2 separate regions of the Mustela erminea genome follow, and region 2 is linked to region 1. The links are chromatin contacts, called in public Hi-C maps. All regions are on one chromosome and are shown on one strand. The core of a region is the stretch at or near the end of the contact, and the rest is flanking DNA. Distances in the headings are between cores, read along the strand shown.

Evidence for each region. Hi-C and Micro-C count contacts between places; a contact is called where the count stands out from the background.
Region 2: a contact with region 1 is called in a Hi-C map of fibroblasts, with 5 times the contacts expected there. The contact joins two enhancer-like sites. A contact is called at or near these places in 3 of 3 Hi-C or Micro-C datasets (fibroblasts, skeletal muscle and spleen).

The regions. Positions count from the first base shown.
Region 1 is chr14:39,736,403-39,740,985 of mMusErm1.Pri, reverse strand. The region is part of intron 1 of LOC116573240 (a long non-coding RNA gene); the gene reads right to left. Among named protein-coding and RNA genes, the nearest start is that of CAMK2G, 11 kb to the right of the region's middle. Within about 2 kb of position 2,010, the one cell type or tissue checked has open chromatin away from gene starts, as enhancers often do. A contact at or near this core is called in fibroblasts, where this site is marked.
Region 2 is chr14:39,782,796-39,787,378 of mMusErm1.Pri, reverse strand. No RefSeq gene overlaps it. Among named protein-coding and RNA genes, the nearest start is that of PLAU, 26 kb to the right of the region's middle. Within about 2 kb of position 2,393, the one cell type or tissue checked has open chromatin away from gene starts, as enhancers often do. A contact at or near this core is called in fibroblasts, where this site is marked.

The DNA of each region.
Region 1 (4,583 bases), core at 761-3,260:
GGTTTGCTGGATAAACATGCTAATACCTTTGCCTCTCAGGTGAGAGAATTTTGAGGCCTGTGTCCTACACTGTTTCTCTGAGTTCCCCAGGAGAATTAAGCTCCAGACGTCCAGATGGTAATTTCCTTAGTAACCTTAACCTTATCCCTTACCTTTCCTGTCTCATTTCCCTACTCCCTACCTGGAGTTTCCTAGGATCACCTTCCCAATAAACTACTTGGAACTAAAGACTTGTTCTGGGAGGAACCAACCTAGGACACAAAATGTTAAGAAACATTTGAAACCTGGATTTTTTTTTTAAGATTTATTTATTTATTTATTTTAGAGAGAGAACAAGTGAGGGGGCCGAGGGAGAGGGAGAAAGAATATCCAGCAGACCCCTTGCTGAACACCTCTTGGTCTGTTGACCAAGTGTCCATCGCTTAACTGACTAAGCCACCCAGGCATCCTGAAATCTGGATTGTTTTATGTTAAAACCTCCCAAATGAAATTGTGCAAGTCAACAAAAACAGGCTGAAGGGCTGGATTTAGCCAACGGACCATCAGTTTGGGATTCTTGACCTAAACTAAGACTTCATCTTTTTACAACAATCCCCCAGGAGAGGAATACCTTGGCTAGAGAAAAGTGTTTAAGGCAGAGTTGGATGAGAAAGTTCTAAGAGTGAGACTCAGTGCTGCATGAAAATGACAGCTTCCAAGATGGGGAGTTAGGGAGGTCTCAGCGATGAGGAACACTGCTCTGAGGTCTGGCAGCTCCTGCCCCTGGCTCCCTGCATGCCTCCTCGTTTGAATACACCAGGTCCCCATGCAAAGTCTCAGAGCAGAGTCAGGCCCAGCAGCTGCCTATCCCAAACTGGTTCTGCAGCAAGAGTGACAAGCCAGGGCCTGCTGGCTGCAGGGTCCTCAGAATCAGACTCTCCCGGCTCCCAGTCACAGCCCTTCCCGGAACTGTAAGACAGCTGCCTTTCTGCACGATCTTAGCGTGGTGCAGGGAGAGGCCTCAAGAGTGTGTGTGTGTGAGGAGCTGGTTGGGGAGAGCTGTGAGCCCCCACCCCCAGCACCTCTAGTCAAGCCAACTTTCTAGGCAGTGATTCCAACTCAGCCACCTAAAGTGCTGACAGGAGGCACTGTCATCCTCTGTTGCATGGAGGAAGACACACCAGGCCCTAGAGGGGTGAGGGCTGCACCTGGCCGGGATGCCCAGACAGGCCCACGGGTGACAGGCTACACCTTATGCCCCAAGCTGTCTCCAGCCGTGTTTGCAGAGCCTGTGCTATTTTCGGTTCCTTTGTCATCACTGCAGGCAAACTGGACTGGAGGAGTCTGATTAGAAGGGAAAGAACCTGTTTAACAGAGCTGGGCTAGGGGAGGCTGCTTCCCTAGGTTGGCACCACAGCACCCTGCAGAAAAGCCTGTGTCACTGCCTCTGAGGCTCAGGCCTGGGTTAACAAGCAGCAACTTGACAGACAAAAGAGGCAAAGAGGAGGACTTTGAGGTTCAAGGGCCAGTGGCTTTAATGCCCGTCTTAGGAATAACCATGACAATAATAATACCTTATTATAAACGAGCTGGAAAGTATTTAAGTATCCTTCAGAGAGATGATCTTATTTGATCCTTACTGCAGTCCTTTGGGACAAGCAGGCATTACCCGTCCCACCTTAAATATAAGGAATCAAAAGACTCACCAAAGTCAAAGTGGCTTGCTCAAGGTCACAGTCTTAAGGAAGTGACAATGGCAGGGCCTGAAGTAATCGCAGCAGGGGGTTTTGGGAATCCAGCTTTGCACATCTAGAGGTCTTTGGAGGAAAGGGGACTGGGGTCGGGGGAGAGGGGGACTCCTGACCTCCTGCTGGGGGCCCCAGGACATGTGGTGCTTGGTGGTTCAGTGGCTGAGGAGGGGACCCTCCCACAGAGCCTGCTGGTGGTCTGCGCTACAGGACAGTCACAGCCAGCCTCGGGTAAGCTGCACCTCCTCTCTTAGCTGGTGGGTGAGAAGGGTTTTTCTCTTCCCCTCATGCCGCCCCCTGAGTCAGCTCGCTGGCATTGCCCTGGCATGTCCTGGGCCCCACGCCCAGGCAGTGAGAAGGAGCTGGCAGATTGCCCAGGGAATGCTGCTGTCTTCACTCCAGCCAAGTCCTAGTTAAGACCCCTTCCCGGAGGAAGCCCAACAATGGCTGCATTGGGAGCTTTGACTTGTAGGCATGGGGTGAATCTTCCTCACCCCTTGGACTTCCTGGCATAGATGGTATGGGGCACACGCCTTTACCTAAGGGCTGCAGCCTAGGACCGGATGCAGGGACCAAAGGCATTTTATAAACTGGCTGAGCCAGGCTGCCACCCCAGAGCCCTGCTTGGGTTTCTGGTCACATCCAAATAGCTAGGGAGGGAGTTGCTTTTGGACAGAAAAGGGGAAAAGAGAGCCAAGACTCCAGCCTGAAGCTGCCTCAGCTGTTTCTGGGGCTCTGACTCAGAAGCTGCTTCTCAGGAATGTTGAGCACATGGGCCTCTGAGCCCCTTGTCCAGGCACAGTGGAATGAACAGCTGGGGCATGGGGGCTGTTTTATCCTCCCCTCTGTTCTCTGAGGATGTCTCTCACAGAAAAACCCTACCAGGATAGATTGAGGGCTCATCTTGGAAGGTCCTGGTCTCCCTGTCTAGGAAGGAAGCCTCCCCGGACCACATCAGCCCCAGGGATCGACCCCAGCAATGAGTGTCCGTAGCCACCGATTTGTACTTGTCAAAATGCTTCGTTGCATGGGCGTCTGTCTCTTCCCCCTCTCTGATTATCTCATCTCCCTAACTGTTGCAACTCCTTGACTTCATGCTTCTGGGTAAAAAGAGATAACCTGAACATAATCTTCATTTGATAAATATATTGGTTGACAAATAATCTGAGAAAAAGGAACAAAGAAAAGAAAGAGGCAATGAAAAAATAGTGAGAAAACCTGCAGTCTGGGTCACACCCCAAAATCTGGGGACTCTCCTTTCCTTTCCAAGCAAAGCTCTCAGGTCACTTGGAAAAAGGAGAGAAGAAAAGCTGTGGAGAGGTGGCCTGGCATTTCCTTGCCCCAGTACCCACCCCAACCCCAAACACCCTCAGATCTGCCAAGATCTGCCAATGAGGGGGGCTCCACAGTGATTCTCCAAATGTGGACAGTTTCTTTTCTCTGCCTCTCACCTTTATTTATCTCATTTCTCTAAAGCAGGTAGATATCCCATGGGATAATCCACACCGAAATGAGACCCAAGGAGAACTAATCCTGGAACAGAAATCATGTTAGCCACTTAAAATACAATACAATGTTTTTAGGCTTGTCTGTGTACCTCCTTAGATCATAAGAGCTGGGAGGGCAGGAACAGAGTCTGTCTTGTTCACCAGGCTAGTCCCAGAATCTAGCACGCTGCGTGGTACACAGTAGGCGCTCAGTACAGTGCTCCGTGCATGTTGGTAGATTGAGCTAATTGAGGGGCATCTGGAGCCTGCCAGCAGCTGCCATCAGCACCTTTTATTTTGGAGCTAACTTATTCCAGGTCCGCGAATCTGAGGAACTATTGGAAGGAATTGGAGCCAGATGCACTGATAGGCTGTCTCTGGGCCTGTGGGCTCTCAGACAGATTTGGGACTGGAAATGACTCCTGGGGTGGGGTCTGCTGAGTAATCTACAGCCCTGATGTCTCTCTAAACCCGAGCCTACTGCGGCCTCTAGTGGACAAGCCGAATCACTGCCCTTTTGGGGGTGGAGGTCCAACTTTCTTATCTCTGTGCCCCAGGATCTTCAGGTTCTCCACCTGCAGGCCCAGGGTCAAGAGTATACACGATGGCACCACCAGCAAGACAATGAACCATATCATAACAATAGATCAGACATGGACCGGACCAATCCATTAAAAAGCACCCTTTACGTCCAGTACATAGTCGTCTGATAAAAGCATGAGGAGGGAAGAAGAGGGAGACATGAGAATAAGTAAGGACTCCGCCCTTAAGAAACCTATGCTTTAACCAGAAGGCCAAACTAAAATTTAAAACAAGCAAACAGCGAGCCTGTCATCAGGTGCCAAACATTTCAAGAGCTGAGTTCAGAGGACTAGCTTAACTTCTCTGTGCCTCAGTTTTCTCATCTGTAAAATGGGGATATAAAATTTACCTTGCCAAAAAAAAAAATTTACCTTGCAGAGTTGTACGAAAATTATAATAAGACGACGAGGGAGAAACGTGGCATTGTGTTTCTTGCTGTTATTCAAGTAATCTACGTTCAGCATAAAAAAAATTTAGAAAGCAAACCTAAGGAAGAGGAAGAAGTTCACACTGATACCACAATCAGAGATAAGTACTATGAACCTAGACATATACATTCTTAATGTGTTAAGCATGTCTGTAGAAGCAGGGGCATTCTGGGAGCTGTATGAAATCACAAAACCAACTAGAATTACAGAGGTTCTGGGAGGTTATGCATGAGCATTCATGCTTAATTCTGAAGGAAACAGCATTTCAGCAAAGACACGACCTACTGAAAGCAACATTATTTCCTGCAGCTCTCTGCATATATGTTCATCTTAGCAGAGGGCCTTCCCTGATTACCCTA
Region 2 (4,583 bases), core at 1,144-3,643, 46 kb before region 1:
TTGTACATTATTTCATCATTTGTAAGGTGCCTTCTTTTATTTTATTTCCCCAATTCATCCCCCTACTGACTCACCCTTCTCCTTACTCCAAAAGGGGCCTCACTGTAATGCATTTAATACCTGTCCTTGGGAGGTTCCTGGATGGCACTATTAGTTAAACATCTGACTTTTGATTTGGGCTCAGGTCATGATGTCAGGGTCGTGGGATGCAGTCCCATGTTGGACTCCCCACTCAGTAGGGAGTTGGCTTCAGGATTCTCTCTTTCCCTCTGCCCTCCCTCCCTCTCTAAAATAAATAAATCTTAAAGAAAAAGAAAAGAAAGCTACAAATCAATATCTAACTCTTTTTTGATTTTATTTATTCATTTGAGAGAGAGCAGAAGCAGGGACAGGGCAGAGGGAGAAACAGACTCCCCATCGAGCAGGGAGCCCGATGCAGGGTTCGATCCCTGGACCTCTGTATCATGACCTGAGCCAAAGGCAGACCAATTGAGCCACCCGGGCACCCCTGTAACTCTTTTTTAAAAAAAGAAAATTGTTGTTAAAAAAAATATATGTTCTTGGGTTTGTAGGCATTCTTAAAAGATAACATAGTGTTCTTTTCTGGATAGGTGTGATGTTAGCCTACATAAATGGTATTATGCCATAAATTTTAGTGTATTTCTTCCTTACATGACATATGTTTTTAATATTGTTGTGTGGCTCTAAGTACATTTGGTTCATTACATCTGACTACTGCATAGTACTGTAAAATGGCCATCCATACACTTCACTTCATCCTTTCTCCAATGATGAACTCCTAGGTTGCCTCTTTACACATTCCTCTAACAAATATGCTTGCTTATGTTCCATTAGGGATGTGTCTGCAAGTTTTTTCCAGGGCACTATACCCAGGAGTAAGATTGCTGGCTCTTTGGGTATAGCATATTTAAATTCATGAAATAGAGTCAGATGGCTTCTAGAATGGTTCTACAAGTTTATACTACCCCCCTCCTGTGGTTGCCTTTTTCCCACATCCTTACCAACAACATATGAATTGTCTAACTTTTGCTACTCTAATGAACACAAAGTGATATCATGTTTTAATTGACATTGCTCAGAATGCTCCTAAGGTTGAGCATCTCTTCACACACCGGTGAGCCATTCTGATTTCTCTTCTGTGATTTCCTGATCTATCAGTTGTTCACTTCCCATTGGGTTTCTGGTCTTTCTCTTGTTGATCTGTGGGAGTTTCCTATACATTCCAGATAGTAATCCCGAGTCTGAGCAAACTTGATTCCTAAACACAGACTGCTCTAGAAATGGGCTTTTTCAATGGTTACACATATTCATTTCCTCTTTACTGTCCATTGATTTAAAAAAAACCCAACCGCCCTCTTATGGTGGAGCCATAGTTTCTGGCCTGTGAAGTCCACAGTCATGATAAGGGTCTGTGCAGAGGCGAGCCAGGGCTGACCTGGGCATACAAATAGAGGGGGGCATGATTTCAGGAGCTGCTGAAACTGTCTCATGACTGGGTAATACACAAAAAGAGAAAGGGGACAGAATTGGGGACAGCTGTTACCACTATCAACTTAATGGCCCCAAACATCACACGTGAGAGTTCTTAGTTCATGTGAAACTGAGCTGTTTTTTCTATAGTTTTTTTAAAAGATTTTATTTATTTATTTACTTGACAGACAGAGATCACAAGTAGGCAGAGAGGCAGGCCGAGAGAGGGGAGGAAGCAGGCTCTCTGCTGAGCAGGGAGCCCGATGCGGAACTCGATCCCATGACCCTGGAATCACGACCTGAGCCGAAGGCAGAGGCTTTAGCCCAGTGAGCCACCCAGGTGCCCCTTTTCTATAGTTTAAAGTTTCCATCTGCGATATTGGATGAGAAACAGGGTGAAGGGGGTAAAGCAAGCTGTGGTGATATAATCTGCTTTATTCATGATGACTACAACCTCTGTCTGGTTGAAGTGCGCCTTTGCTAGACCTAAAAGGCTCTCTTTCCTCAACAACCTGATACCAGCTTCTGTCACGAGCCCCGGCAGCTGCAGTAAGCTGTGGGCTCCCGTGTGTTATTTTTATCCTAAATACTCACAGGATCCCACTTGGTCACCAGTATGTGCGAAGAAGAGTCTGGGGACCTGAATGCTTCCATCTAGTTCACAGGGATGAATGCCACATGGGCAAGAAGAAGTGTTTTTAGTAAGTGGCCGTAAGGCTCTCGCGTGCCCTCAGAACAAGGGTCTTGAGTAAAAGTTGGATCGGAGAACTCAGCTGTGGCCAAGAAGCCTCAGCGGGCTTCCTATTCCTCTCTCTGAATCAGAGAGTTCATGACCCAACCAGCTGCATGGAGGAGGTCTGACCTTCTCAGAGAGGGTCATGATCCATACGGAGGTGGAAATAGAAGGGCAGAACTTGAGTCATTCATCCCCACCCAGCAACAGATCATTTCTCTCCCTGGGCTAAGCCAGCTGCCCTCAGACCTGGACTTCCCTCCCCTCCTCAGCACCACTGTCCGAATGATTTCTAAAACCCAGAGTCTGCCATAAACAACCTTGAGGTAGCCAGAGCTTATCTTCTCTGAGCCCCCTTTGACAGCAAGGTCCACACACTGCCCCTCAGGCCATCTCACCCAGCCCGAGGGGCGGGCGCCACCCTATCCCGGCCGCTTTCACCCCCCCAGCCCAGCAGAGGCCGCTAGAGGAATACGGATGGAGCCAGAGTTGGCCAGAGCAGGGAAGGAAGAACTCCCAACAGGGCCTAGGGGCTGGTGTGATAGTCTGTCCTTCAGAAGCTCAGTCCAAGCACCCAGCTGGGACAGCGCTCTGAGCCTCCTGCTTGGCACTCCCCTTATCCCTCTCACAAGTGAAGATAGGGCCAGAGTACTTGCATTTTATTATTTTTAAAAATATGTTTCCTATTTCCATTTTTATGGTTCCTGATTTTTTTTTAAAGATTTTATTTATTTATTTGTCAGAGAGACAGAGAGAGCGAGAGTGAGAGCGAGCACAGGCAGACAGAATGGCAGGCAGAGGCAAAGGGAGAAGCAGGCTCCGTGCCGAGCAAGGAGCCTGATGTGGGACTCGATCCCAGGACGCTGGGATCATGACCTGAGCCGAAGGCAGCCGCCTAACCAACTGAGCCACCCAGGTGTCCCCTGTGTTTTTTTTAATGACCCCCAAACTATTAAAATTGTGGCTTATTTCAAATATTTATACTTAGCAAATTAAGCCTTGTGATACCCCCACCCACTCCCTCCACACACATACTGTAACTTAATGGTACCATTCACAAGCTGTATGAAAAGAATTTACAGCACACTGCAGTGGTGGACGTGGTCTGGTAATGGGACATGCTGGGGATGCATGATTTCTGTTGATCCCAGTAAGTAAGACTGAGGGCAGCTCTGTGCCAGATACATAAGCCCCACATTTCAGGTCTGTATCTGAGGCCCTTCAAAAATGGGAGGTCCTAGCCAAATGGGCCTCCTAGTCCACTGTCTGCTCTCCACCCCTACCCTCCAAGAACCAGGCCACAGTGAAATATTACACTTAGTGCAGAGTGCAGAGGAAAGGGGGTTTCAGAAGTCACCGGTACCCCTCTTCCAGCTCCCAGCCTGTCACCCTTAGGTGAAGGAATGCACTCAGTGGGCTTCAGGAATATAGCTGATGCCAGGAGGGAGGTTCCTCTGCTCCCAGCTGCTCTCTGTACAAGCCTCTAGCCCCTGAAAACCTCCTGCTCTGGGCCATTATTCCCATCCCATAGGCCCCAGAGCCTTTTCCTGTGGTTGCATTGTTTTTCTCAGAGCAGGAAGTCTTCCTGGAAATTCTCCAGGAGTCCAACATCCTCCTCCTCACCCAGGGGACACTGGCCTCAGGCGTGCAGCCCACCCCACCCACCCCACCTCCGCTCTGGGCTGGGACATGAGGCCTGGATAACAGGAAGTTATCTTCCCAGAGACCTAGTATTTTGCCCTCAGAGTGCTCTGGCACCTCTCCTAAGCAACATTCAGAACAGCCCTTTGCAGTTGAAGAGAAAACAACAAATCATATTGCCACAGGGCTGCTTGTCTGAATGTCCGTTTTCTCATCTGGGACCTAGAAGCTGAGCACCATGAACCCTGGCACCACGCCCCCACCCCCTGCATCCCCTTCACCCCCACAAGATCTATGGCTTCTGCTCCGGTTCTCAGCACTTTCAACCTCTTCCTCTTTGTTCAACTGTCAGAATCCCCATCTCGTCTGGTTGGCATGGGAAATGATAAGGCTAATGGGAAAGACTGGTTGGACCCCAGTGTGTTCCCTGTCCTGGAAGGCTGTATTATAGACTAATAGCTCAGGGTATCCTAAGAGTCTATACAATGCTAGTCCTCCTGGATGTTCTTGAAAAATGGGATTCTGTGGTCAAATATGTTCGGGGGACATCAGATATGTATCTATGGTCCTTTATTCACAATGTTGAAGTTTTTAAAAAGTCCTGAAAACAAAGGCTTCATCACTCAGGGGTAAAACCTGACCTAAACGATGTGTAGTTTTTCTGATTCTTTATTTAACCTACTTGGCGTGACTGTCCATATGTTTTGTGCAGAAGTAT